2 separate regions of the Sus scrofa genome follow, and region 2 is linked to region 1. A link is a contact called in public HiChIP or PLAC-seq data. All regions are on one chromosome and are shown on one strand. Each heading gives the region's core, a stretch centred on a gene start, on an enhancer-like site or on the middle of the called end of the contact. The rest is flanking DNA. Distances are from core to core; before and after follow the strand shown. Region 1 overlaps NEDD9 (enhancer of filamentation 1). Region 2 overlaps NEDD9 (enhancer of filamentation 1).

What was found. HiChIP or PLAC-seq counts read pairs in DNA pulled down with a chosen protein or histone mark.
Region 2: an H3K27ac HiChIP or PLAC-seq map of skeletal muscle shows a contact between it and region 1. The contact joins two enhancer-like sites. A contact is called at or near these places in 10 of 47 Hi-C or Micro-C datasets (embryonic fibroblasts, epiblast stem cells, fetal heart ventricle and 5 more) and 1 of 2 datasets of contacts at active chromatin or transcription factors (skeletal muscle).

What each region holds. Positions count from the first base shown.
Region 1 is chr7:7,959,418-7,965,915 of Sscrofa11.1, reverse strand. The region is part of intron 2 of NEDD9 (enhancer of filamentation 1); the gene reads left to right. Among named protein-coding and RNA genes, the nearest start is that of NEDD9, 130 kb to the left of the region's middle. Within about 2 kb of position 3,290, at least 21 of the 83 cell types and tissues checked have an H3K27ac peak or open chromatin away from gene starts, as enhancers often do. A contact at or near this core is called in skeletal muscle, where this site is marked.
Region 2 is chr7:8,050,721-8,057,218 of Sscrofa11.1, reverse strand. All of the region lies in intron 1 of NEDD9 (enhancer of filamentation 1), which reads left to right. Among named protein-coding and RNA genes, the nearest start is that of NEDD9, 40 kb to the left of the region's middle. Within about 2 kb of position 3,643, at least 7 of the 83 cell types and tissues checked have an H3K27ac peak or open chromatin away from gene starts, as enhancers often do. A contact at or near this core is called in skeletal muscle, where this site is marked.

The DNA of each region.
Region 1 (6,498 bases), core at 2,041-4,540:
TCTAAAGATAGCAGCTTCAGGCCAGCTGTGTTAACTCCGTTTTGCACATCACCTCATTGGATTATTGAGAAATTAGATGACGTAATATATCCATGTTTACAACAGTGCTTTATACTTAGGAAGCCCTAAAAATTTTTGTAGCCATTATTGGTAAATGGGAAAAATTACTGAAGCTTAGAATGACTGCAGAGTCAGGCCTATCTGTAATCTGAATTTACGTCTACCTGACTTAAAAAGATCCATGCATTTACTCACTTCACTCAAGCAGAAACAAAATAGCATCCTTCAGACTTCCGCTAGGAATGGAGATAATGGATCCCTCCTTTCTCAGATTTGTAGTTGATGGGGTCTGTAAGTGTAGCTGTTTTGAAAATATAGCTTTCTCTAGCTACAAGTAATATCACACCATGGTGCAGAATCCTAATTAGTTAAACCTACTCCTAGAGTGTAGACATGATCTAGTACTTTACTGCCCTAAATGAGCATATTTTGGATGTACCACAGTCTTTCTCTTCCACTCAATTCGGCATGCTTTGTTTATGTCTCTAATTTTTCAGAATACCCTAATACTCTTAAGAATTTTCTTTTGTAAGATCTAGATAGGGAGTTTCCGCTGTGGCTCAGCAGTTTAAGAACCCAACATAGTGTCTTTGAGGCTGTGGGTTCGATCCCTGGCCATGCTCAGTGAGCTAAGGATCTGGCATTGCCACAAGCTATGGGATGGTTTGCAGATGCGGCTTGGATCTGGCATTGCTGTAGCCCAAGAACTTCCATTTAAAAAAAAAAAAAAAAAAAAAAAAAGATCTAGATAGTCCATCTTCACTTGATATTTGAAATCATCCAATTGTAAATTATCTTCAGGCTTCAAAAAATTTTGACAGACATTTCTCCTACCTACCTCCTTCCAATGCAAACCAGTTAATCAATCTCCTTAAATCACAGAATTCTCTCTACTTCATCTGTCACCAGGTTTTTGTGTCTTTGGCTTTGTCAATGGGATGGATGGTAGATGGATCCATCAGCCAGCTGTGAAGATGCTGTAGACAGTTGTGCACAAGTTTATTAGGCTGAACCAGAGGAATCTCTGTATTGAGTTGGAGTCCTTGACTGCACCCAATTGAGAAGGATCTTTCAGCTTTATATGTGTGTGTGTGTGTGTGTGTGTGTGTGTGTGTGTGTGTGTGTGTGTGTGTATTTAGGAGTTCCCTTCATGGCTCAGTGATTAATGAACCTGACTACTATCCATGAAGACACGGGTTCGATCCCTGGCCTTGCTCAGTGGGTTAAGGATCCAGCGTTTCCGTGAGCTGTGGTGTAGGTCGCAGACGCAGCTTGGATCCTGAGTTGCTGTGGCTGTGGTGCAGGCCGGTGGCTACAGCTCTGATTCGACTCCTAGCCTGGGAACCTCCACATGCTGTGGGCGCGGCCCTAAAAAGACAAAAGACTAAAAAATAATTTAAAAAAAAAAGATTTAGAAATGGAACCGGGATAACAGAGTCCTTTGCATTTTGCCTCAATAGTTTGATTCTATAAGAGAAACTTTGCAAGGAAAGAAATTTAAATTTTAAAAAACAGGCAAGATCCGTGGTGATTGCAATAACGGTCATATAGTATGATGAAACAGTCTTAGAGCAGTAGTTTATTTCAACGTGAGCACAGTTCACCATATACATCTGCCTCTTCCAATAAACGAAGCTGTTCGTGGATTTCTTAGTCATTTCTGTCCCCTGTAGTATCGCGTATAGAAGTTACACACGGTACATTGTCAGTAAAGATCCACTCCTGTTACATTCAATTCCTAACATACTGCCATTCCCAAGCTTCACCTGTGGGCTTGGTGGTTTCTGACATACCCCCCATATGTAGTGGGTATTTCCTAGACGGCCAGAGTCGCCCTGGTGCCAGCTTTCTACACCTATGCAAATCTTTTCCTCTGGTGAGAAAAGCAGGCTGAGAAGGGACCTAGAGGGAAAGGATAATGTGACTGGGGTAGTTTCATATCATAATTTGAGGAATAAATAATAGAATCTAGAAAAGAAGTCAGAATCAAAGCTCATGGAACATAGAGGTCAAAGCATTCGCTGCTGGTAGCTGGGCCCAAGGGTGCTACTGAGAGACATGCAGAGGAGAAGCAGGAGGCAGAACACACAAAGTGGGGAGAGAAAACGAGAGATGAAAATGGAAGAGTGTCAGCATAACGCGATTCATTCAGACTTCTTTTTTTCTCCCTAGTGGTCCTTGAGTATCGTGCCTCCGCCATCGTTCAGATGAAATTTTCCTTCCTACCCATGTACCAGGGTCACATTTAGATTTTATACACACACACACACACACACACACACAAGACAAATACCTGTTTTCCTCCTAGAGTGACAACTCTCCAAATGCAAAGTCAAAACTTTAAATCCTCATTTTTATTTATTATGTAGCAGAATATATTCCTGTCAGCCAGGTTCAGACATGTTTTCTGAAACACAGATATCATGAACACAACACCTAAAAGGTTCTGAAACCTTCTGGCAGATATGGCCAAGCCACCCACACCAGTTTGCGCCAGAGAACAGTTCTGTCATGGGCGGCATCAGAGCAGAGGCATTGTCCTTGTCGTGTTGTCGACAGTGTGAAATAGCAGAGTGACTGCTCCTTTAGTTGTTGACTAGTCAGCTCTGGTCCGGGACCCACATCAACTGTCTGGGCAACAGGCTTTTGCTCATTGCCACAGACTTGGCCATTCAGCTAGGCTGCTTTAGAGACCTGACCTGGAGGGGATTATTGCTCCCTAAGTAAAGGTTCTGCTGCTCAGAACCAAACCCTCTTTCCAGGGAGGAGACTTGGGGAGGCCCTCTGTTTCCTGCCCCCTTGGACCCTCATCTTTTTTTTCTCAGGGGTAACAAGACTGTACCCCAATGAAGCGATCATTTGCAATCTCGTTACAGTACCAAGAGTCTAAAATAGAGGACATCTTTACATTCTGTTGTTATTATCATTAGTATTTTTCTGGGTGCTGTTTCTTATTTCAAGCCCTTACATAAAAAGTTGCAAAGCCTCTTCAATACCCTTTGAACGGTCCTGCAGAATGTAGGATGCTCCCCTAATTAACTAGTGGCTAATGCAGAATGTAGCAAGCTCCCCTAGTTAACTAGTGGCTAATGATGGTCAGTGGCTTTCTCTTCCTTTCTAACTTTGTTTGGGGCGTGTCTAGGTTGAGGTCTGGGTGGTGACTGTGCATACGTCTCTGTCGTCTAGGAGCATTTCTTGTACGAATGAAGATGTGTGGCGAGACAGTGCCGAGGTGCCGCAGCCGTGCTGGCACCAACAGAGGACAAATGGGCTGATCGGCGAGCCCGCACAGCTTGAGCAGAGGCTGGGACAGTCATTCTCAGGCTTCTGGGGGGATAAAAACAAGTTTACCCACAGGACTAAACAGCTACTGCAACCAGAATATGCTTGGGTAACATCCCAGCAAGTCAATTTAAAAACTTAAACATGATGACAAGCTAAAGAGAGACAGAAAGGACTTATGGGTGAAACATAAATCTGCCAGCCTTAGAAAGTGACAAACAAGCAAAACGGAGTCTTTGAGAGAGTCCAGCGGGCGTAGCTGGAGGCCCCGATGCAGCCGGCACTTTATTGTACTCAGCACAAAGCCCCCGAAGCTGAGAGCAGGAAATCCTGTTGTTCCCACCCATGTCCTCGGCTGAGGTCCCATGATACACTCAGCACTCCTTAGATAACCAGCAGAAACCTTTCTGACATGCAAAGGGAGGGGCAGGGCACAGCCTGCTTTAGAAAGTTGGTGGGAAGGTCACTATGGATGAGGTCCCTACAACCTTTATCCACGTAGTCATTTTTCACTCATTTACAAGAGGACTGTCCTGGGGGAGATGAGAGAGTTACAATGATGACAAAGAGTAAAGAGACCAGACAAGACCTTCAGCTGAGCTTACAGGCTGCAAGGATGCTGCTAAAGTAGCTGGAGGCCTCCTGGGAGTGTCTTGGGCATGCAAATTTCCTGTGGCCCCAGCCCACAGACGCGGAAACCCTGAAGGTGGGGTGCAGCGAGCCGTGTGTTCGGTAGCTCTGCCGGAGGGAGCATGGAACGTTTAAGATGGACGGGAAAGTGGTGTCTCACACAACGGTGTGTCTTAGCCATTAGTGAGGTGTGCGGAACGTGATTTATTATTCATGATCGTTAACATGCTGACGTTTGTGAATAATTGATACGCGTGTCACCTGCCAAGATCTTTTGAAATGCAGAGCTCTGGCTCCACCCGATTCTGTCTGAGTTGGACCTGCAGGTGTTGGTAGCCAGGAATCTACATAGTTTCCACTTCCCTGGGTGACTCTTACGATCAGCCAGGTGCGGAAATCACTGATCCGTAAGAGCCAATTTGTCCTGAAACAAAGAAAAATAAATCATGGGATTCTAGCAGGAGACCCCTCAGAGAGCAGGTTTCTCTATCCTCAATGACTCTCCATCTTCTAAAGCATACAGAAGAGAAACTCAAGTGACAGACGCAAGAGAGATATCTTGGCACTCTTTCCCCTTCTGCAGGGGCTACTGTGACTTTGAGGAAAAAAAAAAAAAGCTTTTTTTTTTTTTTTTTCTTGTTGGGCCACCTCACAGCATATGGAGTTTCTGGATCAGGGATCAGATCTGAGCCGCAGTTACATCCCAAGCCTCAGCTGGAGCAACCCGAGCTTTAACCCACTATTGCAGGCCGGAGATCCAACCAGCATCCCAGCACTCCCAAGATGCCACCGATCCTATTGCACCACAGTGGGAAATCCTACTGTGACTTTCTTTCTTTCTTTTCTTTTCTTTTTTTTTCTTTTTTTTTTTTTTTGGTCTTTTTAGGGCCGCTCCCTCGTCATATATGTTTCCAGGGTAGGGGTCTAATCGGAGTTACACCTGCTGGCCTACACCACAGCCACAGCAATATGGGATCTGAGCGGCATCTGTGACCTACACCACAGTTCACAGCAATGCCAGATCCTTAACCCACTGATCGAGGCCAGGGATCAATCCTACATCCTCATGGATACTAGTTGGATTTGTTTCTACTACACCGCAACGGGAACTCCTCCTGTGATTTTTTTATACAAACCTGGAGCTTCCCAAAATGTGACATGACTAACCGTCCAGGTCTGCCTGGGACTAGGAGGTCCTGGGACAACAGGACTTCCAGTTTTACAGTAGGGATGGTCCCACTGGACAAAGGCAGAGGAGTTAGTAGCCCTAGGGTGAGCCTAAACAGAACCCACCCTTCTTGTCTCTGGAATGGGAAGATGATGGTGATGCCATATTCATATTACCTTGTTTTTAAAAGCTTTATCTTTTTGCCCTAATTCCAGAAGGATTTAAGGAAATAATATTGTCATTCCATGTTTTACAATGCTCTAAAACACTCTTGTAACCATCCCTGTGTTTATACCTTCTCTGTTGGCCCTCCGGTACAGTGGGCCGTGTGTGCACAGACTGGACTGGATCTTCTCTCTGGCTTCTATATATTTTTGTGGTATTTGCTGTGGTCCTATTGTGTCTTGCTGAGGTCTGTGTATTAGTCAGACCTCTCTAGGTTGCCGGTAAAAGAAACCTAACTGCTAATGGCTTAAGCAAACGAAAGGATGGAGCGTATTGGCTTGTGCAACACAGAAGAGCTTTGGGCACAGCTAGATTCAGGGGCTTAGTCTCATCAGGACTGAGTCTCCCTTCCATCCCTGAACTCACTCAAGCCAGCTCATCCATAGCCATAGCAAGATGCTCACAGCAGCTCTGGATGCACACCCAACAACCCAGTAGACTGCATCTCATTCCCCATAGCTCCCGTAGAGGTCCCTAGAGTGACTCTCTTTGGGCTGACATGGGTCCTGAGCCCATTTCTGAGCCACTGCTATGGCGAGGAGAATGGAAAATTCTGATTGGTCAGCCGTGGCCATAAGCCAGCTCCCATCAGATCTGATCAGGCCTTCAGTAAGAAACCCCTGTTTCCTCCTCCACCCCCACCCAGCTGAACTCTAAGTACTGTTTGGCCCTGAAACACCAGGCTGTATGAGTCCAAAAGCCATTCTCGTCAGTTCTAATTTTTAAGACTTATACCCATTTGGCTGCAGCTCGCAGCAGCTCCAGAACCCAGGGGGCTCCATTAGAATCACAACAAGCCTCTGCTAGACTCCCAAATGTGGAAAGCTCCTGAAAGTTGGGAGCTGGTGACTCACACCCTTGCAGCCCCATCTGGCCCCACGATTTCCAGCTGGGCCTGTGATATATGACTCTGTCTTTTCTTCAGTATGTCCCATAGAAAAGGAATAAATAGCCTTCAAGCTCCTTTTCTTCCTGTAATTCATACGCAGGCCAGCTAGGCTTTGTTCAAACTATGCATATTCTGCTGCCCAGCAAGTTCTGACACAGCTGCTTGCTTTATTCTTATAGTCTTCTGTTAAAAAGCCAGGAGGAAAGTTGTACCTTGTGGCTAATTTTTAGTCTGTAAACCTCAC
Region 2 (6,498 bases), core at 2,394-4,893, 91 kb before region 1:
AGTCTTACTGTGAGATGGAATCAATATGTAGGCCAGTGTTTAAGTACAATAGAAAGTGTTTTCTTCAAAAACAAAACAAAACGCATAACTGATCCTGTTTAAATGAGGCAGGAATGGACCCTGTGAGGGGACATACCACTTTCTTGCCTTCCCACCTATAGAAGTCCTTGAGGAATCTCTTTGGGATTTTCAGGAGCTGCTCAGAACTCAATATATTACCCACTAGGCCAGGTCAAAGGGACTGGGGCTTTCTTCCATGGTACTAGGAATAAATAAGAGGAATAAATATGGGCGATGTTATGGAGGTGGAATCAGTGGATCTTAGTGTCTACTTGGGTGTAAGAAGTACGGTTTAAGTAAGTATTTTCCCTTTGTGTTTTCATTCATCTAAATCCAGACACTGGTGTCATCTGGAATTCCTCCCCATTACTCAGTCATCACAGATATAATAGGTGGAATTCCTGTCGCAGCTCAGCGGCTAGTGAACCCAACTAGGATCCGTGAGGATGTGGGTTCAATCCCTGGCCTCGCTCAGTGGGTTAGGGATCCAGGATTGCCGTGAGCTGTGGTGCGGGTCACCAAGTTGCTGTGGCTGTGGCGCAGGCCAGCAGCTACAGTTCTGATTGGACCCCTGGCCTGGGAACCTCTACAAGCCCCAGGTGTGACCCTAAAAGACAAAAAAAAAAAAGACCAAAAAACATACATAATAGGACGCAAAAATAAATTATTAAACTGAATAGAATTAACACACATAATGCCACATAGATGTTGAATATTGGAAAGTCAGGATTCCTATCCAGGTCCATTAACTCCAAGGCTTTTCCTACAGCTCACCGTCTACCTTCCATCCCCTGAATAATGCAGCCACAGAGGCCAAGGCAAGGGGTGCACAGAGAAGTGGTCAATGATTTTAAGTGGCACAAGTTTGGGAAGAAAATGACAGATTGATGTTGAAGTTGGAAGGTAATTTCAGTTGGGGTTAAGAGCAGGAAGGTGGATCCAGAAGTCAAGAGTGCAAGGATTTCAGGTATTAGGATGACAGGCAACGAAAGCGAAAGAGTAAAGGCAGTGAATATAAACTACTCTTTAGCTTCCTGGTCAATGCAAGGAATACTTGGCCAGCTGACTGCTGGCTCTCTTTTTTACTATTTTGAAATCTTAGACTACTTAACACCTCATTTCTTTTCAAAGGAAGTCCTTGGCCATTGGTCACCTTCCTGAGAGCCACGTGGCCTCATCATCAGGTTGGTAGGACCAGACATGGGCAGTGACAGCCGTCCCTAAGCTAACCACTGGCAGATGGGGTGGTGTGATAGAAAGGCTCTGTTCAGCAGAGGTAGTGTGTGCTGACTGCCGACTGACCACTCCGCTCATTCTCTGTGTCAAGGAGGGAGAACTCAAAGACACCAGAGAGACCCGGGAAGCAGCAGGAGCAGAGGTCGAGGCAGGAAGAACACTTTGTCACTGGACGTCGTATGGAGCAAAGAAGATGGGTGTCTTCCCCAAAGAAATACGATGTCTAGAGCCTTGGAACCTCAGGGCATTGTTACCAATGTTTCATCCTCCGTAAACCCTTGCAGGTGATGCCTGACGTCTTGTCTTCCTTGCCCTTGTATCCTTAGGAAAAAATAAACCAATTCAGCAAATGACTTAAAAGAGTCCCAGCACAAATCTGGTTTCGTGCAATCTGAAAGAATACAAGCAACACAAGATTCAGTCTGGAAGGCAGAGGAGGGAGGAAATTTTGGCATCCTTGCAAAACGTAATTCAAGAAAATTCTCATGTTGCCGGGTCCTTAACAAAGAGTCTCTAGTGGCCATAGGCTCAGTGGTCCCCTCGTTAGGAAAAAGTGCAAAAAATTCATTTTGACCCACCTACTGTCTGGAATGGTGCTGCCTGCCCTATGGAGTAGCTTTAATCTCAATGGACTAAGACTACAGACAGCCTACAGCCTACAAGTGCAACCTCAGTTCTTTGCTGTCTGTGGAATTAGCAGGCAGAAGTTCTCCATGTTAAAATAGAGAAGATAAATTAACGAAGAGTCAGTACTCGAGAGAGAAGGGAAATCAGAGAATTCTGGCGATGAAAGGTACCCAGGGGATTGTTATAAACTGAACTGTATCCTCCCAAAATTTGTATGTTGGAGTCCTAACTCCCACACCTCAGAGTGCAGCTGTATTTGGAGATAGGACCTTTGAAGAGGTGATGAAGTTCAAATGAAGTCACATGGGCTGGCCCTAGTCCAGTATGACCGATGTCCCTATAAGAAGATTGGGACACAGACAGGTGCACAGATGGAAGACCCTGTGAGGACACAGGGAGAAGACAGCCATCTGCAAGCTGCAGAGAAAGACTTCAGAAGAAACCAAACCTGTCAATGCCTGGATCTTGGACTTTCAGCCTCCAGAACTGTGAGAGCATGCAGTCTGTTGTGTAAGCCACCCATCTGTGGTACTTTGCAGCCCTAGCAAACCATCTGGTCCAACTCCTTCCCTTCTCTCCTAAAGAATATGAGGTCCAGTGCCACAGCTTGTGTCAGTGGCAGGTCCAGGCCCCTGGGGTCTTCAGGATCAGCTCAGAGGGCTTATACCAACCACACCCCCGACTTTGATTTGTGTGGGTTCCCAGAAAGGAGAGAGAAGGATGATGGAAAGAGCAAAGACACAGAGTTGGGATCTAGTCCATCTTGTGAAAGGAATGGATGGGAAAATGATTCCCTGAATTAAGAGCTTCTTATAACGTCCTATGACTCTTGGGCTACCTTGCTAATGACTTTTTGTTGTTTCATGTTCTTTCCATTCGTAGCTTTGTTCCTAACTGGGAGGAATGATTGGTTGTAGACATTCCAGAGTGACTTCAGCATGATTTTAAATACACGGAACTGTGTTGGATTAGGGACCTAAACGTAACCAAGGAGGTCTTACTCTTTTCCCTCGGTGTTTACATCTCTGATTTGATTGTCTTCCAGAACCTCCTTTGATGAGAAAAATCTGGGACAGCTGGGGGATTCATGATGGGAGAGTTTAAGTGATTTGTAATTCAATTTTATTTTAGTTTCTGTTTTGGTTTTTTTTTTTTTTTTCTTTCTTTTTTCTTAAATCATGTATACCTTTTAGGTTTTTTTTTGTTTTTTTTTTGTTTTTGTTTTTGTTTTTATGCATGGGTCTCAGAATGCAGACTCATTTTCTCTCTCCATCCTGTGCTGGTTTCAGTTGACAAGTTTTTAAAGTCACAACTCTGTTAGGTTTAAGGAGCCTTAAGGTTCCTTGTCTCGTAGCCTTCCTGTCCCCTGCCACACTCTTGTTGCGGCCAGATCCCAAGGTTCTAAATCCGATTTCCCTTCTGAGTGGTTGTCTCCATTTGTTTTATTTGCAGATAAGGCAAAGCTTTTGAATCTGAATGAAGCATGGCTAACTGAGCTTCCTCTGTTGGGAAGTCTCTCTGGATAATCCTGATATTCAAAAAGGGGGAAATGCCTGCAGGCTGTTTCTCAGAAAGCCCATTGTTTTCTCCACACTCTGGTCGGTGAAATTCAAGCTTCCCCACCTGTTTCCACTGATTGCTGTGATTGACACAGTGCTGGGTATTGTGCTGTGAGCCTGGTGGCTGGTGGCCTGGACTGCTTGTCACAAACATCAGCATATGAACCCAAGGCTGTCTTGATTATTCTGCTCCTGGATGCTCCAGATCAGAAGTCAGGTGGTCCTGAAAACTGGACTTTACATTCAAACAAACAGGCAAATGAAGGAGAAATAAAAACAAGCCTGAGTCCTAAGGACCAGTAAGCAACACAAAAGGTAGCACTTACTTAAAAAATGAGATCCAGAACAAGCCTTCTAGTCAAGGTTTTGGCTTTGGCACCATATGATTTAACTGCCAAAGAAGATGTGTTCGGAAACAAAATTCTAGTTTTAATTGGTGGTTGTTTTTTTGTTTGTTTGTTTTTTAAATTTTGTTTGTTTGTTTGCTTTTAACCTTTAGAGCACACTTTGAGGTCTTGTTCCTGAAAATGTTTCTTAGTTACGCGTGGTTACCGGCAAACAATATGTGCATTAGTTAGTTAATACTCACCCCTTCAAATTAGCTTTTTAATAATGATTTAAAACTGCATTTTGTTCCAATTAAAAATAGAAACTCTTCATTCTGAATTTCTTTAATAGTAACTAGATCCCGTTGCAAAACCAATCTCTCTCACTTAGTTCCTTATGAACCTACTACTCTCCCCCGAGGAAAGTGAAGTTATAAATTAAAGGAAGAAACTGTCTGCCTTGAGTTTTATTAATTACAGGCCTTTCAGGGGAAGACGGACAGAATTCTTGTTGCTTCCATTTGTGATCACTTAAACCTCTTTGGAGAAGTTTCTTCGATGTGCGGCTCAGCTATTTAGAACTCTGGAGACCTTTCAGGGAAAGAGAGCTCAAGTGATAAATAGTTTGGGAATGAAGATCAAAAAGAAAGCACTGGGGGAACTGGGAATGTTTAGTCTAGAGAAGAGGAGGAGCAGCGGTGCTTTTCCCAACTGTCATAGGCGGGACGAGGGCCGCTCTTTCTCACCAAAGAGTTGGGAAGAACACGCGAATATAGACAGAAGCAAAGGATGTAACGAATGTCATTTCTTTTAGGGTTTTTTTTTTTAATTTTACTTTATTTTTATAATAATGGAATTCCTGGGAACTCAGGAAATTACCTTCGAAAGGCTTCGGAATGCTATTCTACAGGTCAGTCTGGGGATTAAGACGGTAGCCACGTCCACCGAGGGGAATGAGGCATTAATGTTATTCACGGAACAGAGTCAGAAATACTTTCCATTGCTAATTGAAATAATAGGGGTGTTTACTTCCAACAGGGAGTTAACATTCTCCACACATTGATCAAAGGCCTCCTCGGCCTGGGGCCCCAAAGAATTCCTCCCAGCTCACTCTTGGAGAAGCCTTAGTCTGTAGGTAGTGTGCAGAGGGCTCTGCACATGGGACTTAATTGTCCCAACAGCCATGTGAAGTTAGTGCTGTCCTTCTTCTCTTTTGGTGGGCAAAAAATTAATTATTTGCCCGTCTTGAGGTTATCAAATAAAAAGCCAGGATTTGAGCCTATATCCATGTGGGGTCTCTGAGAACAAATACCAAGGTGAGATGAGACATGGATGGGGCTTATTGGGACAAACACCAGTGAAGGATGAAGAAGGACGAGGCCGGAGGAGCCGGCAGGGACAGGCTCCAGACCGAGATGCAGGTGTGACGTCTGTGAAAGGCAGAAAGGAAGGAGGGACTGGGTAGGACGAGCCTCTGACCACTGTGCCCATCAGGAGAGGCTCAGACAGACCGATGGGAGGGGGGTCCCTGGGTCAAAGCGGGAGAATCCCTCATCCCGGTGAATGGCCCAGTTGAACAGCCCCATGTTGCTCAGTCAGGGCTGGGAGGAGTCTAAGGAGGTGGGGGTCGCCACCAATGCTGTGGGGGACCCAAAGCAGCTGTGGCGGGGTCTGCCCCCTCTCAAAGGGAGATCTGAGTGAGAGCCCACAGAACCCAAGCCGCCTGGCTCCAGAGCCCATGCTCTTACTCATCTTGTTACGCTACCTCCTCGTACTTTGAGGGTGTGCAGTGAAGGAGGTAACGCTGTCACGGTGAAAGGCTTCTGGAGGAAAAGGGACACTTGGTTACACAGGTCGCGGGCCCTCCAGTCACAGAGTGGCTGTGCAGAGTGCTGCCTCTGGTGGTGAAGAGCTGAACAGCAACCTTCCAGTCCAAACACACTCTAAGTTTGCTCTGGAGCAGTCACCTTCATCTCATAAAATCTCATGAAAATTTTCAGCCAATATTGATTAATTGATCAGTCGATCGATTTATGTATTCATTTATTTATCAACATAAATCACAGCAATATCTTGTGGGATCTACCCCCCTACCTGTGGAGCCCATCGGCTCGCAAATGTTGGTCCCTTGTTCCAGCTGCCAAGCACTGGGGCAGCTGTGCCACTTCAGGGAACTTTGAAGGGAAGATCCTTAGGACACGTGGTCCCAGAAGCTGCTGGGGCCTTACCTGACAGTTCCTCAGCCAGGAAGGATGGCCACAAGCAGCAAGGTTCCTGGCTGACTTACTGAAAGTTGCTACCGAGTCCAGACTTGTTCTGCTCTCAGCAGAACAGGCCAGTAAATCCGGAAACTGGTTGTTGGGGGCAAGGAATAATGAAAGCTGGCAGATAGAGAAGATGGCAGACTAGTGTATCAAAGAACCGTCTCCCCTCAGTCGGAATCCACAGCTAATATTTAAATATTTATTCAACACGTACTAAGTACGAGGCATTGTATTAAGTGCAGTAGGAATACTCAGATCTAAAAGCCTAAGCATGCCCATCCAGGGTTTCCCCAACAAGGAAGATGTCGTTAATAAAAACAACCATATATACATGAGGACGAGTGAAAAGTGCCACATGGGACGCGGATCTGGTGCTACGGAAGTTTAGGGAAGAGAGAAATTACTTCCCGCTAGAAAGATTGGGAA